Linked DNA regions of Mus musculus: region 1 is linked to region 2. The links are chromatin contacts, called in public HiChIP or PLAC-seq maps. All regions are on one chromosome and are shown on one strand. Each heading gives the region's core, a stretch centred on a gene start, on an enhancer-like site or on the middle of the called end of the contact. The rest is flanking DNA. Distances are from core to core; before and after follow the strand shown. Region 1 overlaps Micu1 (mitochondrial calcium uptake 1). Region 2 overlaps Mcu (mitochondrial calcium uniporter).

Evidence for each region. HiChIP or PLAC-seq counts read pairs in DNA pulled down with a chosen protein or histone mark.
Region 1: a contact with region 2 is called in an HNF4G HiChIP or PLAC-seq map of pancreatic cancer cells. The contact joins two enhancer-like sites. A contact is called at or near these places in 4 of 39 promoter capture datasets (cranial neural crest, liver, maxillary cranial neural crest and 1 more), 3 of 484 Hi-C or Micro-C datasets (the C2C12 cell line, adipose-derived mesenchymal stem cells and muscle stem cells), 9 of 115 datasets of contacts at active chromatin or transcription factors (CD8 T cells, T-cell acute lymphoblastic leukemia, acute myeloid leukemia and 4 more) and 1 of 9 other capture datasets (embryonic stem cells).

Annotation. Positions count from the first base shown.
Region 1 is chr10:59,823,767-59,827,344 of GRCm38.p6, forward strand. Micu1 (mitochondrial calcium uptake 1) reads left to right here. Exons shown (of 12, transcript NM_144822.3): 9 at 3,423-3,560. Among named protein-coding and RNA genes, the nearest start is that of Gm23803, 7.8 kb to the left of the region's middle. Within about 2 kb of position 1,820, at least 91 of the 459 cell types and tissues checked have an H3K27ac peak or open chromatin away from gene starts, as enhancers often do. A contact at or near this core is called in the C2C12 cell line, adipose-derived mesenchymal stem cells, bone marrow-derived macrophages and 3 more, where this site is marked.
Region 2 is chr10:59,576,727-59,580,460 of GRCm38.p6, forward strand. The region is part of intron 1 of Mcu (mitochondrial calcium uniporter); the gene reads right to left. It overlaps Gm40671 (a long non-coding RNA gene), which reads left to right. Exons shown (of 2, transcript XR_871744.3): 1 at 1-2,052. Among named protein-coding and RNA genes, the nearest start is that of Gm40671, 3.1 kb to the left of the region's middle. Within about 2 kb of position 1,930, at least 219 of the 459 cell types and tissues checked have an H3K27ac peak or open chromatin away from gene starts, as enhancers often do. A contact at or near this core is called in the C2C12 cell line, adipose-derived mesenchymal stem cells, bone marrow-derived macrophages and 3 more, where this site is marked.

The DNA.
Region 1 (3,578 bases), core at 570-3,069, 250 kb after region 2:
CACTGTGTAGGAGGGCTTTGAGGTCATCTATGCTCAAGCTCTACCCAGTATGGTTGCACAGTTGCCTGTGCTGCCTACAGATCAAGATGTAGCTCTCTCAGCCCCATGTCTGCCTACACACCACCAGATATCGCACCAGTGATGACAATAAACTAAACCTCTGAGCCTGTAAGCCAGCACCAATGAAATGTTTTCCTTTTTAAGAGTTGCCATGGTCAAGGTGTCTCTTCATGGCAACAGAAATGCTAAGAAAGAATACAAGATGGGAGTCAGGCATGGCGGGGCACACTTAGAGAGCTGAGGCAGCAGGATCATGAGGTTGAGGCCAGTGTGGGCTGCACAGTGAGAAGTCTATGTCAAAAAAATAAGTGTACACATGATCTCTCCAGCCATGTAACATCTATCCATGGCCCTTGACATTTTAGTCAGTAGATCCCCGAAATGCAGTCCTCAAAACTCCCAAACTACCATTTAGTAGGTCTTCAACTTTAAAATGTTGAACAAGTAGAATGTTTGTGTCTGTTAGCAGATGTAGTGTGTGAAACACCTACCACCTACCTTCCCCCCCCACACACACACACGCCCTCTACCCCCACCCCACCCCACCCCACCCCACCGCACCCCTGCCAGCTTGGCCTCATTTAAGCCCTCAGAACCTAATGGCTTGGGGCTGGAGCTCAGTGTAGAGCCCTTGCCTGGTATGCACAAGACCCTGATCCTCTGCAACATGAAAAACCTCATTAGGTAGCTTTACCCCAGAAGACCCCGTAGGCTAAACTGAGAGATGCTGGCTGTCCAAAGTGAAAGCATAGAGCTGAAGCCATGAGTTTTGAAGTCGGCCAGGCTGCAGAAAGGACAAATATTGATGTTTAAGCCTTTTGGGTTCTAATTGCTTGATAATAGTGGAACATGTTACCAAAAGCCAAGTTTGTGTCTTCAAAAACTAGTAAAAATACTAATTTGAGCATTGAAATTGCTACTTGAGGCTCTCCCCTAGAAACTGCCCTTGAAACACAACAGAGGAATGTTTGTGCCTTTAGAGGGTGGAAACTGAAGGCTTTTCATGAACCCTGAGCAAGCCAGCCGCTGTCAGGTTTACAAACAAGAAGCATTTCAACTTCGAATCTGCCTTGTTCCACCCTGGTAGGGAGTTCCAGAAAGGCAGGCATGTCTATCCAGATCCTCCAGGCCAGCCCAGAGAGCCGCGGGGCACAGCTTTGGGGTAGACCCTGCCTGTAAATACATTCTGTATGGTCAACTCCAGCTCAGCCATCTGACCCTACGGGAAACCTGCTTTAAACAGTGCAAAACGTTGCCCGCTTTCAGAATTTTTATCAGTTCCTCCGTTTTGTTTCAGGATGGCAAATTGAGCCATAAATCAAACTTAAATCGAATCCCCCCAAAACTTTGGGTTTTGTCAGAAATTAATCAGTTCTGTGCAAGAGACGGAGTGACGGATGGGAACTGCTGTGGGCCCGAGTGGGAAAGGAGCCTCTGGCCTGTGGTGGTGATGTCGATTCCTTTGCAGGAGGAGTTGTGCTTTCCTTCAGCCGGCTCTCGGCCCCGCCCCTCCTCCCCACTGTTGTAGCTTATTCAGAATATCAGGGTGCTGCCCTGAAGGTTGCAGAGAAGTAGGGAATTTTGTGAATCCAGATGGACTACATCTGCTAACCCAGCTTAGTCAATTGCACGTTGCCTCAGGCTTCTTGTCTGCAAAGCAGAGCCAAGAAGCTCCACCGACCTGACAAAGATTTAAATGAGAGAGTGTACGGGGAACTTCTGGAGTGAGGTGCATGCGCAGTAAAGAGTTGTTATTGCGGTGTAGTTCTTGTGGCTTGTATACTCTGTGACTCATGAGGGAGGAAGCAAGACTGGAAAGAATCTACTCTTGGATATTTCCATTTTTATCACTGTCTTACATGTGTCATCTGCCTAGCAGAGGTCCCCAGGGATCTTCCTTCCCATGCCGCACGGTGACTCACACAGTGCTGGACAAGGAGAAGACGGTGGGGACATGCTTGTTGACATGAACTTACTTAGTACCATCTGACATCTGTGAACTCCCTCTCAGGAGAGCAGATCAACCCTGCCATGTGGGAGTGTGAGGACATTCTACCATCCTCCTGTCCTTTTGGCCCCTACTTGGCCACTAGGCCTACCCTGCCTTTTATAATTATTATTATTATTATTATTAGCCTTAATCAGCACTAGAGCTGGGCAGATATCCACCCTCTAAGCTATTAGAATCTATTTCCCCATTAATAACCCTGAGTTATAATTCTCCATGTTTCGTCTGAACTGCTCTTAACTTCAGTTGGCCAGTCCTCATAGCCATGCTTTCATGACTCTCCTACCCATGACATCTTCTTCTCCCATCCTCTCCCTCTCTCATGGTCTCCTCAGATCCCAAGCCTGGGAACTCCAAGCCCTGCCTATATCAATTCTGCCCAGCTATAGGCTGTAGGCATCTTCATTCACCAATCAGGAGTAACTTAGGGGTCAAGGTGACATTGCATCACTTGAGTCTATGTGCAGATTTTCTCATCCTTGGGGGCAACCAGGCCTTAGGGACCAGTATTTAGCATTATAATACATTATAATAATATAATTCTAATACATAGCAAAAGACCAAACCTCAACATTACGTGTTACATATTACATAGAACTAACATTGCAACTGGGACCAAGAGAGCTTCCTTGTCCTGTTTCTAAATGAAATCTCAGTGCTCTGATAAGCTTAGATTAGCTCAAGGTTCTTTGTCTTGTTACATATTTCTCTTAAGCATTATTGATGTCCTATCATTCAGATATCCTTTTTGAGAAAACTTGTTAATTACATTACGCTTGTTTGAAATCCTTAGGGATCTATTTGATTTTTGCATAAGCATGATTGATAAGACTTAAAATCCTTATTTTAAGTCTTCTCTAAGAAGCAAGGTCATGGATGATCTTAGAGACTGGTTATTACTATTAATGTATGAACTCTCGAACTCAGGAGGCAGAGGCAGGCAGAGCTCTGTGAGTTCGAGGCCAGCATGGTCTACATGCTGAGTCCCAGGCCAGCCAGGAACTCATAGTGAGAGCCTGTCTAAAAAGAAGAAAAGAGAAAAATTGTGAAATTTTCTATAGTTTTAAAATTGGCCCTGTTCCTCAAGGATGCTCCTGACCCAAGGGGGGATGGGGAGGGGTTGTCTGTTCTGAGTTTAACTGTTTGGTTTTATTATTATTGGTGCATATTAGTAACTCAGAGTAATGACCTTCATTGTGATGACGTCACACAGGCGTTTAAGCAGTTCTGCTTTCTCTGTGAGGAACCAAGGGCCAGATTCATTTCTCCCCTCAAACACAATTGATCATCCCACAGCCCACACCAAAATACCTTCCATGTAACTCCCAGAACACTCTGTCTGCTTCCTCCCCAGTTTGAACGCCATGACCCGGTAGATGGGAGAATCTCTGAGAGGCAGTTCGGGGGCATGCTGCTGGCCTACAGTGGAGTGCAGTCCAAGAAGCTGACCGCCATGCAGAGACAGCTGAAGAAGCACTTCAAAGATGGGAAGGTAGGTTGCCTCGGATAC
Region 2 (3,734 bases), core at 680-3,179:
GGAACATCTTTAAAACAAACAGATCTTGGCAGAAACTTGAGAAATATCTAAAACAACCAGCCCAGGAAAGCATTCTGATTCAAAATTAACCAAAAATTAGCCAAACACTTTCTCCTCCTACCATGGTATATCAGACATCAAACAGCAATGCCTGAACTATCTACTGTTGGGACTGCTAAATGTCTAGCCTAAAATAACCAAAGGAAAAGGGGCATACTGAAAGCCTCCTCACTCACAAATTAGTGCAAATTTTAAAAGCCTATGAGAGCCCCGCTTTGCTGTAAGGCTTTTTTTTAAAGATTATAATTTAATGACAACAGCTCCCCCTTCTCTGTCCTCCAAACTCTCCCATACTCTCCTCCTCTCCTCAGTCTCTGCTTTGATGTTTTTCTGTATCAGTTAAAAAAGCCTAATTCCAGGAGCCAAGCATGTCCTCACAGCCGTGTTACCCAGGGCTGCAGAAGGCAAGAGCAAAAGGATTGAGAGTTCAAAGACAGCCTAGGCTACATTAGTGACGTTTTGTGTAAGACAAAAAAGAGTAACTTAATTATTTTTAATTATAAAACTACAATCCAGGATAACTTCCAAAAGAGTGGTAGGGCATAACATCTCCTTCTTTAAAAAAATTGTGTGTGTGTGTGTGTGTGTGTGTGTGTGTGTGTGTTTAATGTATACTTTTTTTTTTTTTCAGGAAGGGTGTCATGTAGCCCAGGCTAACCTCAACCTCCTATTGCTACTGCTCCTGCCTTTTAAGATCTGGGATTTCAGGCAAGTGCTACCAGGCCTGGCTCTGAAATTTGAAAGCGTCCTAGGGACACATAAAAAAATCTGAAAATTGATCTGGGGTAAACACTTTTATTCCATCTCTCAGCCTGCTTGCCCATCCTGTGCATCTGCAGCAATGCCAGGACCACTGAACCTCTTAACTAAACAGGAAGAGCTGCTAATAATGATTTTCATAAGACCTACAAACACTCAATGTGCCCCGCATTCTAGCACATTGGTGACGTTCACACCAATCTGCTGCTTGCCAGACTCATCTTTTTAGTTTTCAAATTCCACGTCAAGTAACAATAAAGCCCCCTAAAATTTTTAAGTAAAATTGAGAGGCCTGAGCCACTTAAATAACCCCAAATCCTAAACTAACACTTAGTAAGATTAACAGTGGAGGAAGAGGGTGTGGCTTGGGGTTGGTTCCATTTACAACCTATTGACTGAAGTATCTTAGCAACACTTTCCCTAAACACTCCCAGAAGGCAAGAGTGGGTCAGAGTCCCGCTTACTCAATATGCATTAAGGGGCCAGCCCTTGGTCTCTGAGGATGTAACAGAAGCCATCTGAGGGACAGCAAAGATGTCTGCTTTAGCAGGAAACATTTTCACGAGAGATAGCAGCCTTTTCTCCCACTCGCTTCCTTTTAGAACTAGCATCCTCTGACATTACAGCCATGCTAGGCAGCAGCAGTCAGGGAGGAAATGAATCACAGAAATTAGTCAGGATTTCCTATTTAGTTACTTAATAATCCAAACCCGGAGGCAGGAGGTAACCCTGAGCAAGCAGAGCGATCTGCCAAAGCCAGGCTTTTTCTAGCACTTAAACAAGCTAAAGGCAAAAGGGAAACGCGCATATCCAAACCCAACGTCCACGTGTGCACTTGGGTCTGAAAGCACATGTAGGCACACACAAGAGGATGTGTCTTCCTGCCCACCACAAAGGCTGATGGCTGACATTCTTGGAAGACAGGCTAACAGGAGAGAGGCAGAACATGTATATTTCATCATAATTTTACAGAATTGAAGACCCAAAGACCAAACGAGAACCACACATTTTTTTTTTAGGCTTAGGTTTGCTGACTCACAGACAGCCATGTTGAGTTATGAGTAGACCAAAAGGTATGACGGAAGGCTAAAGACCACAGCCTGCCCAGATGTTTCTTTTCCTCCCTGTGTAGTACTTTGCCCTCCCAAGGCTGGGACAAGACCGCTGTGAGCTGGTCTACATGGCCTTATCTTTATGGCTAGCAGAAGGACAGATCAGCAGGGGAAGATTAAGGTAATATTTGTAGGTTTTATGGCTGGCTTTGGAAGAAAGGGCTCTGGTTTCTGTGACCTCGCTTGGGGAGGAGGAATGAATTCTAGTTTCTGTGCTTTGCCTTGGGAGAGAATGAGGGAGGGATGACACACAGGAAAAAGACAGGAAATGAGCGAGAAACCTTCGCACACTGTTTTCTGAGCTCCAGCATATGAAAAGGCTGATACACCTAGAGATTTCTAGTCACTGACTATGGTTTGGATTGTTTTTTTTTAGGAACTTCGAGGAACAAGCTGTGTGTTTCTGTTGGTACACAGGTTTTTAGAGACACGGTCTCATGAAACCCAGGCTTACTACTGAGCTGAGGGTAACTTTGAACTTCTGATTTGCCCGTCTCATTTTCTGCAGGACTATGGGCAACACCAAGCCTACTTTATGCCAGGCAGGACATTGAATCCAGAGCTAGGCAAACTCTGGGATATATCCTCAGACCTAAGTTCTTTATGTTGTAACTGTTTTAAAGTATTATTGTTTATTTGCAAAACAAGAGCATTGCTTTACAACTGTTTTTTTATAGAGTAATATATATTCACTATAAAAGCTAAAATTGCATGCAGACATACATAACAGAAAATGACTTTTCTGCAGTCCCATTAACTATAAATGCTTTAAACTCAAAACTGTGTCATGTTCTATTATTATAAACTCTCAAACGTGCAGGATTCACAAGGTATTATGCAGACTCAAGCACATTCTCTGCCTCTGCTGGGAAACTATTGGTGTTAAAACAGTCTAGCAATGCACAGCACACACTCGTCACAGCTGGTGCTTATAAGTCCTGTGACTAAGACCTGAGTACCAAGGCAGACCACTAAGTTCTGAATCTAATAGTGAGTGGCTACTACCTTCCTATAAAATTATCCTCTTTTTTTCTTCTAAATACACAAATTCTAAATATTTAATCCTTAAAATATACTGGTACCCAGCCATGGATACAGTGCGGCAGCTGGATCACAGTCCATGTTCAGTATGTTATACTTCTCTTAATAGAGGCCAAGTTGGTCTGTGGTCTCACTGTCATAGGAGATGTGAGGAGGACACTCACATGTCATTGTCAGATGTTTGTCACATTGCAACTGAACCACGTCACATTCCTTTACAGTTACAGTACCGTGTGAGGATCACACATGGAATTTGACATCAGTGATTTCCACAGCTTGATGAATACAGTCTATCCAATAACTAGTGTCAATCTCTATTTGGAAAATGCAAAACTGACAACTCCCTGTCATTTATGGATTTGCCAAGCAAGTCATTAATATTCCACCCATGTTATTAGTAAAAATACTGCACAGTAAAAAAAATAAATAAAACTACTTAGTTATAAATGGGGATAAAAAAATGATAAATGACACAGTATCCATGGGCCTTGGGCACATTATGCTCTGTAGAATAGGCCAGAACCAGAAAGATAAATATTTTTTTTTTTAAGATTTTTTATTTATTATTATATGTAAGTACACTGTAGCTGTCTTCAGACACACCAGAAGAGGGAGTCAGATCTTGTTACAGATGGTTGTGAGCCACCATGTGGTTGCTGGGATTTGAACTCTGGACCTTCGGAAGAGCAGTCGGGTGCTCTTACCCACTGAGCCATCTCACCAGCCCCAGAAAGATAAATATTATAAGATTCTTCTTACATA